Regions from separate parts of the Mus musculus genome. Here all the other regions are linked to region 4. The links are chromatin contacts, called in public promoter capture Hi-C maps. All regions are on one chromosome and are shown on one strand. The core of a region is the stretch at or near the end of the contact, and the rest is flanking DNA. Distances in the headings are between cores, read along the strand shown. Region 1 holds the start of Trh (thyrotropin releasing hormone). Region 2 has its middle 15 kb from the start of Gm25094. Region 3 has its middle 87 kb from the start of Gm22312. Region 4 holds the start of A730049H05Rik (RIKEN cDNA A730049H05 gene).

Evidence for each region. Promoter capture Hi-C pulls out the DNA fragments that hold promoters and counts their contacts.
Region 1: a contact with region 4 is called in a promoter capture Hi-C map of hippocampal neurons, with 3 times the contacts expected there. The contact joins the promoter of Trh here to the promoter of A730049H05Rik in region 4. A contact is called at or near these places in 4 of 39 promoter capture datasets (the 3T3-L1 cell line, hippocampal neurons, liver and 1 more).
Region 2: a contact with region 4 is called in a promoter capture Hi-C map of stem cell-derived epiblast-like cells, with 1.9 times the contacts expected there. The contact joins the enhancer-like site here to the promoter of A730049H05Rik in region 4. A contact is called at or near these places in 14 of 39 promoter capture datasets (the 3T3-L1 cell line, 3T3-L1-derived adipocytes, the C10 cell line and 8 more), 3 of 115 datasets of contacts at active chromatin or transcription factors (embryonic stem cells, epiblast stem cells and extraembryonic endoderm stem cells) and 2 of 9 other capture datasets (embryonic stem cells and liver).
Region 3: a contact with region 4 is called in a promoter capture Hi-C map of 3T3-L1-derived adipocytes, with 3 times the contacts expected there. The contact joins the enhancer-like site here to the promoter of A730049H05Rik in region 4. A contact is called at or near these places in 9 of 39 promoter capture datasets (3T3-L1-derived adipocytes, the C10 cell line, cranial neural crest and 6 more), 1 of 115 datasets of contacts at active chromatin or transcription factors (embryonic stem cells) and 2 of 9 other capture datasets (adipose tissue and pancreatic islet).

What each region holds. Positions count from the first base shown.
Region 1 is chr6:92,242,820-92,246,305 of GRCm38.p6, reverse strand. Trh (thyrotropin releasing hormone) reads left to right here and starts at 1,656. Exons shown (of 3, transcript NM_009426.3): 1 at 1,656-1,758; 2 at 2,419-2,634; 3 at 3,181-3,486. The coding sequence starts at 2,427.
Region 2 is chr6:93,348,749-93,352,050 of GRCm38.p6, reverse strand. No RefSeq gene overlaps it. Among named protein-coding and RNA genes, the nearest start is that of Gm25094, 15 kb to the right of the region's middle. Within about 2 kb of position 1,435, at least 10 of the 459 cell types and tissues checked have an H3K27ac peak or open chromatin away from gene starts, as enhancers often do. A contact at or near this core is called in stem cell-derived epiblast-like cells, where this site is marked.
Region 3 is chr6:93,421,036-93,424,690 of GRCm38.p6, reverse strand. No RefSeq gene overlaps it. Among named protein-coding and RNA genes, the nearest start is that of Gm22312, 87 kb to the left of the region's middle. Within about 2 kb of position 1,895, at least 4 of the 459 cell types and tissues checked have an H3K27ac peak or open chromatin away from gene starts, as enhancers often do. A contact at or near this core is called in 3T3-L1-derived adipocytes, where this site is marked.
Region 4 is chr6:92,815,174-92,818,601 of GRCm38.p6, reverse strand. A730049H05Rik (RIKEN cDNA A730049H05 gene) reads right to left here and starts at 2,159. Exons shown (of 5, transcript NR_169152.1): 1 at 1,942-2,159. Adamts9 (a disintegrin-like and metallopeptidase (reprolysin type) with thrombospondin type 1 motif, 9) reads left to right here. Exons shown (of 40, transcript NM_175314.4): 30 at 1,959-2,132.

The DNA.
Region 1 (3,486 bases), core at 407-2,906, 570 kb after region 4:
CACACAGAGACACACACACACTGCTGCCTCCATCTCTCTCTCTCTCTCTCTCTCTCTCTCTCTCTTTTCTTTAAGATTTATTTATTTTATGTATGTGAGTACACTGTAGCTGTCTTCAAACACACCAGAAGAGGGCATCGGATCCCATAACAGATGGTTGTGAGCCACCATGTGGTTACTCCGGAAGAGCAGTCAGTGCTCTTAACTGCTGAGCCATCTCTCCAGACCTGCCTCCATCTCTTAGACACCATATTAGACCCCAGAGTCATCTTGGATAGACCCCACTTGATTTAAGCAGCCCCTTCCTGATAGACAGGTACCTAACCACTTGCAATCGTGGCTTCTAGAAGCCGTACTGCCTGGCATATCCTTGAGTGGCTTTCTTGGCACAGGCTTGAGAATCTGTACAAGGGAATTGTTTTTGTGGGGAGAAACACCCTGGTAACCTCTCCTGTCTGTGGCTAAGGGTCCACTGTGACTTGCATGAGGGAACAGGTCGCAAGTGTCACATGAGCTTTTCTGGGGTGAGAGAAACATTCTTTCACCCCAGATATAGAGGGTACCAATGGGGGTAGGGGTGGGGGAAGTCTAGCTAGGTGAACCAAGGAGTTTGTTGGCGTTACATGGGTGACTTGTCGTTACATGGGTAACTCAAAGGCAGCTACGTCACTAGGAAGTACCCTGGGGCAACTTACAGCTGCAGTCTCCTGCCCCTAGTCAGGACATGTTAACAGGCCTTAGCTGGCAAGGGTCTTCTGAGGGTGGTCACAACTGCTCAGAATCAGAATAGCCGTGGTCATATCCAACCAGGAGGCAACAGGCTGGGTGGCAAATTCTTCAAACCCTGGAGTCTGGCTGGGAAGCAGGGGTCAAACTGGGGTCTTAGATTTCCCATCTGTCTGATGATACTCTTATGACCCAGAAACACAGAGGTGCCTGGGGGGCGGTCAGGAAGCTGAGTTAGACGTGTCCCCAGACCCTTAGCATCTTCATCTAAGGCAAGGACTCTAGCTGAAATCTATTTGCCTTTGCCTTTCAGCTTTCCCTCTACTGAGCTCTCCTATATGTAAAGTGGGACTGACTATCACCCCTTGGACCATGATTCTCCTGCAGGTGACAGGAAAATGTAAAGAAATGTACTTTCAGGACCTTGTGGGAGTTGAGCCAAACAGCCCTATCATTCATTGTAGCCTTAGAGCCATCATCGAGGAACTGGTTTCTCTCCCATTGCACAGATGGGGAAACTAGAAGAGGGGAATTCGGCCAGTGACACAGTCAATCAAGCACAGGTGCCACTAGATGCTCTTTCTTTTGCTGCCCACACTCTGCATCTGTCTTGTCTCTGGATGTCTGCGAGCATTTGTCTCTTGGTCCCCACTCTTGTCTCCTTTCCATCGCGAACTATTCCCGGGACGTCTCTCCCTCCCTTTGTTCCCTAGTCAGATGTTCTCTTAGTCAATAGACCTCCGGAGCAGGGCGCCAACCTGCGCCAGCCGCGCCTCCTCGCTCGCTCGGCCCCCACCAGGTTTCCGGAAAGCGGGCGGGTCCCCCGGCTCTGCCGTCAGCGCCCCTGCATTCGGCCTGCGCCCCCTCCCCGCTGACCTCACAGGCGCCGCTGTCTCGAGCGCATATAAGCCTCGGCCCCTCCGAGGAGCGCGCAGTCGACTCTGGATTCTGGAGCCTTGCAGACTCTACCCAGCCAGTTTGCACTCTTCGGCTCAGCATCTTGGAAAGCTCTGCAGAGTCTCCACCTTGCAGGTAATGCCTCTGACCTGGGATCCCAAACAGGTGTCCCCTCCACCTGCCTCGCCACCTTCCTGTAGCACACTGGCCAGGGCACTGGGAGTTCTGGGTGGAAGAGGTCGGTCAGCAGGTCCACACCAGGACGGTCGGACCCACCCTAGAGTTCGAATTTGTACACTAACGTTAGAAATAGAACCTTCACTTTGGAATTAGGATGTGGGCGTCCAGTGAGAGTCTTCTTCTAGCCTAGACAAGGGAGCAAAGGGTTACATGGGGAGTTCGTGTATGTGAGCAAGAATTTCAGCTCTGGAGTAAGGAGATTGCGGTGAAGGGCTGGGGTTAGAATGTAGATGGAGCCTTGGAGACAGTTTTGGCCGCTATGACTTTAGCTTCTCCTGTCAGCACTGCAACCTTAATGGGTACACCGGGGTAGGGGTGTCAGATGCAGCGCTGACTCCCCCAACTTTGGGAGACAGTTAGGGATGGCGGAGACAGTGGGGTTTCCATCGCCTCCTAGTTTGGATAGGCACCTTGGCACCCTGATACCAGGAAAGCTACCAGAGGCTCAGCTGCACCTGGCACAAGGTGGCAGATGACCTTGTTCTGGGGAAGGGAAGGGGACAACCTCAGAGCAGGCGGTGCATTTACCCTTACACCCACTGCCTTTGACCCTAGACTCCAAGATGCAGGGACCTTGGCTGATGATGGCTCTGGCTTTGATCTTCGTGCTAACTGGTATCCCCAAATCCTGCGCCTTGCTGGAAGCAGCCCAGGAGGAAGGTGCTGTGACTCCTGACCTTCCAGGCCTGGAGAAAGTCCAGGTCCGGCCAGAACGTCGATTCTTGAGGAAAGACCTCCAGCGTGTGCGAGGGGACCTTGGTGCTGCCTTAGGTGAGTATAGGGGGAAGGGAGCCATGTGGAGAGGGTTGGGGGAGCACCAGTCAGTGCCCCTGTTCCAGATTTAAGAAGCGTATAACCTTCTAGACAGTTTCTCCATAGGGTGGGGAGGTTACCAGCCCTTGGGACCACAGTGTTAGAAATAATCAGAAGGTAGATTTTCAGTAGTCACAATTTCACAATGGTCCCTATCCCTAACAGCTTTAATTATTGTTTACCAAGCACTTGTGTCTAAGGCCCTGTCTATAAGGACATGTTGCCATTTTGTCCTGGAAACTGAGATTCAGAGAATACAAGTAAGAAGTGGTTTATTGTCACCCAGCAAGAAAGAAGAGAGCTGGGGGCTGGAAGCCAGCAGCAGTGCCCTTCACCATTGGTGTGAGGGGTGTCTGTAAGAGCTGGGAAGCAGAACAGACAATGGGAGGGAGGAGCTGCTCTAAGAGCTATGACAAAGTAGAAGTCTGAAGTGGTCCATGGCCTGCAAGCAAGGGTTCCTGATGACGGGACCAGGCTCTCCCACACTGCCTTTTACTTCTCCAGATTCCTGGATCACAAAACGCCAGCATCCGGGCAAAAGGGAGGAGAAGGAGGAAGACGTTGAAGCCGAAGAGAGGGGAGATTTGGGAGAAGTGGGAGCCTGGAGACCCCACAAACGACAGCACCCTGGCCGACGTGCCAACCAAGACAAGGATTCATGGTCAGATGAGGGGGACAGTGACTGGCTGCCCCCGTCCTGGCTACCAGATTTCTTTCTGGATTCCTGGTTCTCAGATGCCCCCCAAGTCAAGCGGCAGCACCCTGGCAGGCGATCCTTCCCCTGGATGGAGTCTGATGTCACCAAGAGGC
Region 2 (3,302 bases), core at 186-2,685, 530 kb before region 4:
TTACATAAAGACTACATTATCTAATGGTTAAGGGTCTAGAACATATCCTTGTGTCAAGCAACACATTACTGTATATGTACCTATGTATGTACATCATTACTTATACAGACAATGCTTCTCCTTATGGATTTTATACAATTTGGCTTTTCCATGTTTTGTTTTGTTTTGTTTTTTTCTTTTCTTTTCTTTTCTTTTTTTTTCTTTTTCGAGACAGGGTTTCTCTGTATAGACCTGGCTGTCCTGGAACTCACTTTGTAGACCAGGCTGGCCTCAAACTCAGAAATCCGCCTGCCTCTGCCTCCCAAGTGCTGGGATTAAAGGCATGTGCCACCACACCTGGCTCTCCATGTATTTTTATATTATCTTACCATATATTTTTCTAATAGATAAGAATGTCTTTTACAGGCAAGAGGCATTTCGGATTTTCTTTTTCTTGGTTATATAGGAACCAGACCCAGGAAACTATGGCTAGTTTAATCAAAATGTCAATTAAGTGAGACACAGTAGCATTTATAAGGATGAAGCATAACTCTTGGATTGATGAGTGAAAAACCTCTCCCTGTGGTTTCTTTCCTATTAGCATTCCAGCCATCAAAATGTCAGCATCTTGACCATTGCCTTTGAACTTCTCAGTGATATGCTCTGGACATCTCACTTTGGTCTTAGAATTTGGCTTTTCCTTTCATCTCTCTGTTACAGAAATTTATCCAGCCCAATGTCTCATTCCATCAGATTCTGTCTAGGAATGGCTCTCATCACTAGTCAGTGGAATGACTATGTTACCAGTCTTTGGGACTCTATTGATATTTAAAGAGTGAGAGACACTTCCTTGTAAGCATCAAGCTACATCTTTATGGGTCAATGACTCTTCTTATAAGCTCAAGGATTTGTCTAAGGCTTGCACGGTGTAACATAAGTTCTTCTCCTTAAGCCACATAACTCCAAGAGTAGCCAGTCTCAAAGTGAGTTCTGCATCCTCCAGTAGCAAATTCTTGGGGCCAACCAAATAAAAAAGTACATCATGAGGAGAGTTAGCGTTCTACCACCATGTTTGAGTATTGCTCTCCATAACTCTATATGTAGTCTTACCCTTTCCCCATCTATTTCCCTAACTAAACTAAAAATCCCTAAAACAGTAGCAAATTTACTTGCTTATTCTTCATGAAACACCACTGAAGACACACACACACACACACACACACACACACACTTGCATGCTGAGACTTTAATAGCCCACTATGGAGTAGCAAAGATAAGACTACATAGAAAGCTTCGCTGTTGGTTGAAATCTTCACTCTCTTGGCTATATAATCACTGGGAAGTTGCTTATTTCTTCTTGGGCCCTGATGTTTTCATGTGCAATACAGGGTGATGAGGTGCTAATAATACTCCAGCCTTGTAGGGTGTTCTTCCCTAAGTGGTGGCAGTGATGCACATTACCTCATCTGTGTGCTTCTTTTCTTCCCAATGGCAGGCAGTCCTCTTTGCATCCAAACCTGTGACAACAAAGGTCAGAAACAGGAGTTTCTCTCTTACCTTCATTAGCATATTAATAGACTCCCCTTCCGCTCCCAGTGTTGAACTTATCCTGCTTTGCTGAATCATTTATTAATGCTCTTAACATTTGCATTGCAAACAATGCATTGTCAAACTACTTGAGTGGACTTTCTTAATGTAGCTGCCTGCATTGTGATATGATTTCCACTGCGCAGTCGCGCTACAGTCTTTTCTCACGTCTTGGCAGGAGACCTGTGTTCTTAGTACCTTTACTAAGGCTCCACTCTGTTGTCATGGTTAAACCATTAAGATACAAACAAATTGAGTTTTTCCCCTCATGCCACAAGCAGTAATATGCTATTTATTATCTCTTTCTGAGTAATCCTCACTCTGCTTTGAATGTTCAGCATTTTCCTTTCTGGGGAGAGCTGTAGATTTGGCAGGAGTTCAAGGAAAGACTGAAAATGCTCCTAAGAAACTATTTTAATCCCAAACAGTTCACGTTTGGAGAACAGGTTGGAACATATATAATATAGGCACTGAAACATAGGCAATTATCTCCGAAGGGCATGAGGGGACAGAGAGTAAAGACAGAGGTACCTGAGGTGGAGGATAAGGGACTAATGCAAGGGCATCTTTGACTTTCCAAGGTTCATGGTGTCAGCCGAAGGACAAGGATGATAAGACAAAGGAACAGAATGATAAGGTCCAAATGTGTGGGTGTGCTTATTCTCATGATTCAAATATGATTATTGAAGCAGCTTTCCTGTCCAATAATAGCCATTCAGAAATAATAAGAAGATGCAGAACTTGTTATCTGAAAACTCCAAAAATGTTCTGAACGGAGAGTGGAGGAAAGGTGAAAAGCCGGGGAAACACTCAAAAACATAGAAATGATGTGATTCTTAGAGAAGTTTTCCTTTTGGCTTAAACTGTTGAAAAGCAAACAAAAAAATTAGTTTCCATCTACATTTCTGAGGATAAAAAAAAGATGTTGGAGAGAAGAAAATCTCTGCTTTCTAAATAATGAGCATTGTGAGGGACATAATGAACTGCCTCGTGGTTCACCCCGCCATTCACACACATCTAGTAATGCATGGTATATTCTCGGGGCACTACTGTGGTAGTACACTGCAGTATCATTTATTATGTGACGTCTTCAGTGCCGGTAGTTTTTTGTATGCGTGTGGAGGGTGGGTGTTTATATTTGTGTGGGTATCATATTTAAGTATATGCATGTGATGGCCAATGGACATCCTCAGGTCCTCCATAGAAGCTGTCTACCTTGTGTTTTGAAACAGGACCTTTCTTTTGACTCAAACGTTGAAAGTTAGGTTAGGCTGGCTGGCCAGTGAGCCCCGAAGATCTGCTTCTGCAGAGCTGGGATTATAAGTAGGTAGCACTACTCCTGGCTCTTCATGTGGGTTCTGGGGGTACAAATGAAGGTGCTCATGGTTGTACAGCAAGCACTTAACCTCCTGAGCCATCTCCCCAGTTTCCTAATGCAGCTATTTTATGGTTTAACTTTCAGAAAGAAACAAATGCTGCATCACATCGCAGGATCAGTTAGGGGTGAGGTAGGCAATGGAAGCCTTGCTTGTCATTACAGGGAAATTATGACAATCTGTGAAAAAAAATCCATAGATTTTGTAACACTCAAATCTTTCCTTTAGGACCAACTTCTGTGAAAATACACAGTGCCTGGAATTTGCCCTGTCAAAGCCAGACATATTTTTTTCATTGAATCTTGCTTTGAGAGTAGTGATTTTTTTCATATGTAATTTGCTTTTTATGTGAAGAGAGAG
Region 3 (3,655 bases), core at 646-3,145, 610 kb before region 4:
CATGAGGCTGGCATTTTGAACACTAAGATATGACTAAGTGATAGTGTATGGTTTTAAATTTGAGTCTTAAAGTCCATCATGAGTATTTTCTTGCAGTCTTGGGTTATTTCATCTGGAAGAAACCAAGTCCATGTCCTGAGGACTCTCACGAAATCTCAAGGAGAAGCCCACAGGGTGGGGTCTGCTGTCAGCAGCAGCACCAGGTTGGTAGTTATCTGAGTGAGCCATCTTAGATCCACCAAATCCATCACATCTTCAGTTGACTGGAACCTCCTGACCTGAGAGATTCTGAGCCAGACCTTATAATGTATCATTGGTGTATTCCCTGACTTTAAGGACTGAGGAGACAATAAATGCTTATATTTTCTCTTTTAGAGTAACTTTAGGTAATTACATACCAATAGATGACTGTTGTGAAACATTTGAAAGGTGGTCTCGAGAGCCTTCAGTGAGAGAGGAGAGAGCTCAGTAAAGGGCATGCTGGGGGGATAGTTGTAGGCAACTGGGCCCATCCCCCTGGCAAACCACTGGGGATTCGTTAGGATGCACATGCGAACCATCTTATCAAGGGAAGAAAAACTCTGTGTCTTTGCTCACTGTCTCCCATTTGTCGTTCATTTAACTTCTATGGCATCCTCAGTTCCTCTAAGCTTGCTAGCTACCTTGCCCTTGGGTTTCTGTAGAATCCAAATCTCTGTCAGAGAAGCAGAAAGCTGAATAGGCTTGAAACTGGGGAGCTGGCAGCATGTCGGTGAACTGCCCATGGAAGCCGAAGTCAAATCAAGGTGTAGTGAGTGAATAAACAGGGTGCCTGGTGATGTGCAATGCTGAAGCTCTCTGCTATACCCACGGCTGTTGTCATCACCATACTTAGAGTGCCACTCCCCATCAATTAGAGCTGGGATTTGAGATGAAGTCCACTTGTCTTCTTCAGCCTGGAATGCGCTCTCTGTTCTTTGTTCTGTCTTTCCACTCAACACCACTTTCCACCTGGTGTGTTCTTACTTGACTCCCAAAGGCCAAAGGTTACTTAACCAGTGACCCTTCCCTAATAAGACACCCTTTGCCTGATGAAATTTGCTTCGCTTTCTTTTCTAATCCCCTTCTTCCAACTGTTAGGAGATACTTATTTGTTTATCTTCTGCGTCTGCACTTTTGCTCATGTTGAACTTTCTTTATGTATTCTGAGTCCTAGTGTTACTCTAGCATATATACTATACATAGTATATAGTATGTATATAGTATATACTGGGTGCATGTGAGCTGAAAGAGCAAGCTAAGGAGTGTGAAGGCATGCATACTGCCTCTGTAATCTTCCACAATATTCTTTCTGTAGTTTTTTGTAGTAGTAGTAGTAGTAGTAGTAGTAGTAGTAGTAGTAGTTGTTGTTGTTGTTGTTGTTGTTGTTACAGAGATACAGTCTTTTATTATGGGTAACAGAAAACTATTTACACACTGTTGGATTGCTTGGCTTTAACTGTGTAGAAGGAGTAAGCCAAGTAAGAAGAATGATTCTGCCAAGCTCACTGGGTTTGCAAACACATACCATTCAGCTGCTGGCTGTCCAACGCACCAATTAGCACATGTACTTTCTAATCTCTTGTCGGGCCCAGCCTTTGTAAGGATACTTGTGCTTTTATGGACTCTCTACAGCAAACAAATATAGTGGATATGTTGCCTTGTGAAGTGTGGCAGGCAGGAGGTTTGGTTCCTATTATTAAGGTCTGAAGCATAATGTTTATATCTGGAGGGAAAAAGGGACCAGCCCTATTTCATTGCTGGCGTTGTTTATAAAAGTGCCCAGGAATCCACCATTCCCAAACACTAACAGATGCCACTTTTTTTTTTTTTTTGTCCTGGATTGACCCAGGGTCCTCATCCACAGTTCACTCTGTTGAGATTTAGCCAGTGTGGATTAAGTCATCGCTTTCCCTCAGGGCAGGACAAGGCAACATGAAGAGCTTCGAGCTGGCATATTTTTCTTAGGTTTTACTCCATCAGAGGACCCCATGGCTTACGTGTAGGGTATCTATCAGTTGCTGGACCTTGAGAATCCCTTTCTAGCAGATGCCAAGAGTTAAGTGGATTTTCCAGGGGGCATTATGAAAGGTGCTAACAGATGTTGATGTCAACTTGGTCATTAACATACTTCCCCAAAGCCACCTGAAGTCCCTGGGATAGGGCTTTTCTTTCAGCCTTTCCTCATTACGTTTTAGCTCCGGTTCGTGAAACAGACCTTTGAAGAAACTTGAGAGCTGCTTTGGAAACTCAAGCAAGAGGGAGATGTCTGCAGCTCTGAAATATGCCTTTGACCTTATTCTCATGCCCACAGGCCAGGGAAGGCAAAGGCAGATGGGATTTTTTTTTCTCTGAAAGTATAGTATTGCTCTTTAAAAATGAACTATTAATTTTGATACAACGATGAATATTCATAACATTTGCTACTCTGCCCATTAAAGATCCTTAAATTTTGATGTTAGGAAATTCTTACCATTTTAATCACAGAACCACAAGAATCCATTTTAAATTCCCATCCGTTTGAAATTCTTTAGTGGCTTCATTTGTCCTAAAGGAGGATATAAACTGGTGATCTATGTCTTGATGCTATTTCTTCCTGACGTTATCTGAGCTGCAGATAAAGAGTAAGTGCTTCGGCTTCTTGGTTTTTATTTATCAGCTTAGGATTTAGTTTGGGGAGTGGTTTGGGATGCCTCTGATGTCCACTGAAAGGGAACTAATCAGCGATTCACATCAGTTCTAACTGACTGATGCAGCCCCATTTTCCTGGGCCTTGTTTTAGTGCCTTCTGTGAGTAAGGCCTGGACACTCAGTGCAGGGAAAATCAGTTCGATGGTTTTGAGGATGCCCTTCTACAAAAACAGTTCCACTTCTACCCATCCATTACAAGTCACTCCTCAAAGGACCTGTCTAGGATATGTCTAGTATTTGCTCATCAAATCCGCCCTTTTCCATTTCTTTGGAGAGCCACATGTATTTCCCACTCCTCTTATTTTACGCACCCTTCCTTCCAGGTTCTAGAAATGGTCTTGAGATTCAAGATCAGCTCAGGCTCACATTTCCTTTCATCTTAATAACTGACCTAGGAATGTACATTTCTCTTAAATTAGGCAGGTCAAACTTTTCCAGGAACTTTTGCTAGAATTACCAGGCAAGAACTGTACCTGTCCCCCAAGATCTTACATGTCAATAAATATGCTTAGCATCGTCAGGGTCTACTTTTAGCACCAAATGGAGAGAACTTTGGAGAACGGACGTTTCAGAAGAGAGCTAAGCCTAGTCAGAGATGTCGAGGGATGTTCCTTTTTAGATCTAGCCATGCTGGGGACAACTGAATTTGTCTTGACACATGAGTTGTTAAGACACCTGTATGGGTATTGTTAAGGCTCTCAGAGTTGGAACTGAAACAAATATGAGCTGCTGGGACACTCTTGGCAGAGTGGGTTTCCTGTAGATGTGGTAGGGTGTTGGAATGTAGCATGGTTAGGTCCCTGGAGATGTCTTTTCCCATCATTCTAGGTCTTTAACTTGAACATCCCAATTTTGGCCACTGATGTGGGTGTGGGTAGGTGGAGTAAACCTAGGGTTTTGTCTCTGTCCCAAACTGATCCAGGAACTGTTATGAATTCTTTCCAGA
Region 4 (3,428 bases), core at 910-3,409:
CTACATGCTCTGCCAGCATGAGGATGGAGATTAGATTCCTGGCGCCCAACTCATAATCTGACAACACGTCCTTGTAGTCCCACTTCTGAGGGAGGCAAAACCTGGAAGATCTCTGGTGCTTCTTGGCTAGCCAATATAGCTGAATCTGTGATTCTGGGTTCAGTGAGAGAGCCTTTCTCAAAAAAGAGAGTGATTGGGGAAGAAACCTAACATTGAATACTAGCCACCATATGCATGCCTATAGATATGTACTTCACCACCATTCGCTACATACACAAAGGGGTTTCATTTACTTAACAACCTAATTAGTACTAGACACTCTAAAGGTCTTTCCCATTTTTCTTTGTTGTGAGAACGTTATGCGATTTTTTTTAAACTTACCAGCTTTGTGTCAAATTCCAATGTGTTCACATTACTATTCTCTTTGTATTTCTGTTGTACATTGTTCTAGAAGTATATTCTTGGATTTAAGACCCCAAATCCAAATAGCCAGAACTCTTTGATTGTTGTAATGACACTTGAATATTTCTGTCATTTGCTGGGTAACTCCAGTCCTTTTCCAGCGCAGCCAGTATTATAACTCACATAGCCCCTGTGAGCATTAAGTGGCTGTTGTTTGGAGACAAAGCCATTCGTGGTATTTAAGAGTCCTCCCCTTATCCTTCCCAGAACATAATGACTTTAAAGTCTGGTTTCTTGTGGGTCACAAACTCATTCAATTCAATTAATCCAATTAAACCCAAACAATGGCAACGATGTTGGGATGAAGCATTGTCTTCCGCGCCCTTTGATGTGAGCTGTGAGGCTCTTCTCCAGCATAGATTTCTCTGAAACAATAGCATTTCTCAAGCTGCCTTCTACGAAAGAGCCTAAGCTGCAGCAGCATCCACTTGGGTATACATATGTCTTAACAAACTTTCCGTCTTTCACGGAGCACCTTGAATTTCCCTACAAGCAAATTAGACAAGCGTGCAGTTGTAGAGTCTGGTTTTGTTTTAGAAGAAGACCTCCTTTTGGGTACATGGCATGAATGTCAGATAACTTTGTTTCTCAACACCAGGCAAATTAATAGTGACTGATTTATGTCCACCCCCCAAATTGCTAATAACCTTTAATAACCAAGTGCAGTGTTATGCAGTTCTCTCTAATCAAAGGTTGCCTTTGGTTTCTGACTGCCAAAATCTTAATAAAGACAATAATTCTTGGCTTGCCCATAAGTGAGATTATGCAACCAACAATGAGGAAACCATTAAAAAATTAATTTAGGGGAAAGTTAATTGGTGTTTTGCAACTTGGTCAACAAAATGTTTCCTCGTGATTAATGGGATTTTTTCAAGAGCTGAAAACATTAAGCCTGAGGAAATTATTTTTCCTTATTAGCTTTTATTCTTCATCTATTCATTTGAGATTATGAGGAGGCACAGATAGTTAAGTGAATTCCATGATTTAAACAAACAAACAAACAACAAGCGAGGCAATGTTCTGTCTCCAGGAATAGAAACTAGAAAAATAAGAGGGCAGGAGAAAGTCCTTCTGCTTATATGGCCTTAATTGTCAATGGTTGGCTCTCTATGGGTTACGCTATAGAACCGCATCTCCCAATTTTCCCAAGCCATCCATCTTCCAGGATGGAAGTCATGCACAGTGTTTCGTTTGTCTGTTTCAATGTGGCACCATTACTTCTGGATGGTGGTGTTTCCCCACAATCTCTCCTCCCTCTGACATCCCCTGAGAGTTTTGGTTCCTCCCCACTTGTGGCTCCTGCACCCTGCCCAGCACTGGCAGTTACCAGTGCTTTTAGAACTTGCCTTAGTGTCCCCCTCCTTGGAAATGAGAAAGCATTTTGACTGCTGTGAAAAATCATTGGATTAAGAAAGCATTGCCCTCCTCTGTGACCCACCCCTTCCCGCCCTCCAGAAGGGAGCCGAAGTGCCTACTTACATCCTGTGTCTTCTCAGTGCTCTGTGTCCTGTGGCCAAGGCGTGCAGCAGAGGCATGTGGGCTGTCAGATCGGGACACACAAAGCAGCCAGAGAGAGTGAGTGCAGCTCCTACAGCAGACCAGAGTCGGAGCGTGTCTGCCAAGCCTCACCATGTCCTCTCTACACTTGGAGGGCAGAGCAGTGGCAACAAGTAAGTAAAGCCATGAAGTAAGTGCACACCAGCCTGCGTGTCGCTCCACCCCCTTGTTAGCATCAGCTCCACACCCTATGGAGCCTGCAAAGCCATTGAATGGAGTGGCATTGCTGGCTCCTTCCCAAAGGAGCTGTTTGCTGTCAGGCTCTAGGCAATTCCTGTTTGCGTTTCTCCCTGTGGTCTTGAGTATCCCAGAGCTGGGGTCACTGAAATGGAAAGGAAAAAAAACAGCTTTAACATGCCTCAGGCCAAGAGTATAAGCATACAGACAACTTTCACTTCACAGGAGGGGAGATGATGGGCAGAACATTTAATATATGTTTGGATTTGGTTAGCCTGTGTTCATTTGAATAGCCGTAACATGCAAGTATTTGAGGTAAAGCTTACTCTGTATTTTTCCTTTTCGTGTGCCATTGACGATCAGGGAGAGAAAACGGGCTCTCGTGTGAAATACTCATTAATTAGGGTAGAATTTCCAGTGTTTTCAACCCATGGTAGAATCCACATGAAGTGTTGAGTTAATATAGAAATATGCTGGACTTATTTTTCTTCTACTCCCCAAGTTAATGCTTGACTTTAGCAGACATTTAAGTGTCTGTGCTGGAAAGTCCATTGCTGGGGGAAGGGGGAGAGGAGGGTAGAGGTGGTATAAGACATTAGGGGGAGGTAACCCCAATTTCCAGAACAGAATGCTAGGTTATAGAAAGAGTAGGACAGAATTAGAAAGTCAAATCAGATCTGCTGACCCCGGAATGACATAAAAGACGCACACTGCTGGAGAGGCAAGATGGAGGAGCCGCCTGCACTGAGCGTGGCTCACAACCCAAGGTAGCGTGGTTTGAGGATGTTTGTTCTGCACTTGGCTGTGCTGGGAGCTTTCTGTCTGTCCGTCCTCTCACTTTGTCTTTTGGATGACACCTAGATGAGGTGAGTTTAGTTTTTAGTTTTAGGTGGTAAAACTAAGATTCAGACAGACTTTGCCAGTTGTCCAAGGGCCCCACATCTAGCAGCTAGAGGAAGCCACCCATGACCCTGTTTGATATCTCTCATCTTTATGATTTCCTACTGTATTCTGCACCTCTGGGATTGGCTTCCCAGCCCTGCTCTCCCCAGTCCCTTCCGGTAATGGATCCATTCCTTACTACAGTGGTTCATCTCTTTAGGAACGCTTCCTTCTTCATCTGCTTGGTCATGTTGCTTGTTTTCCTTCTAGACTTCTCTTGCTTCTGTCAGATAGTATCTGGGACAATACCTAACACAGTTAAGTTTAAGATTATTTGAACTTGAGCCAGA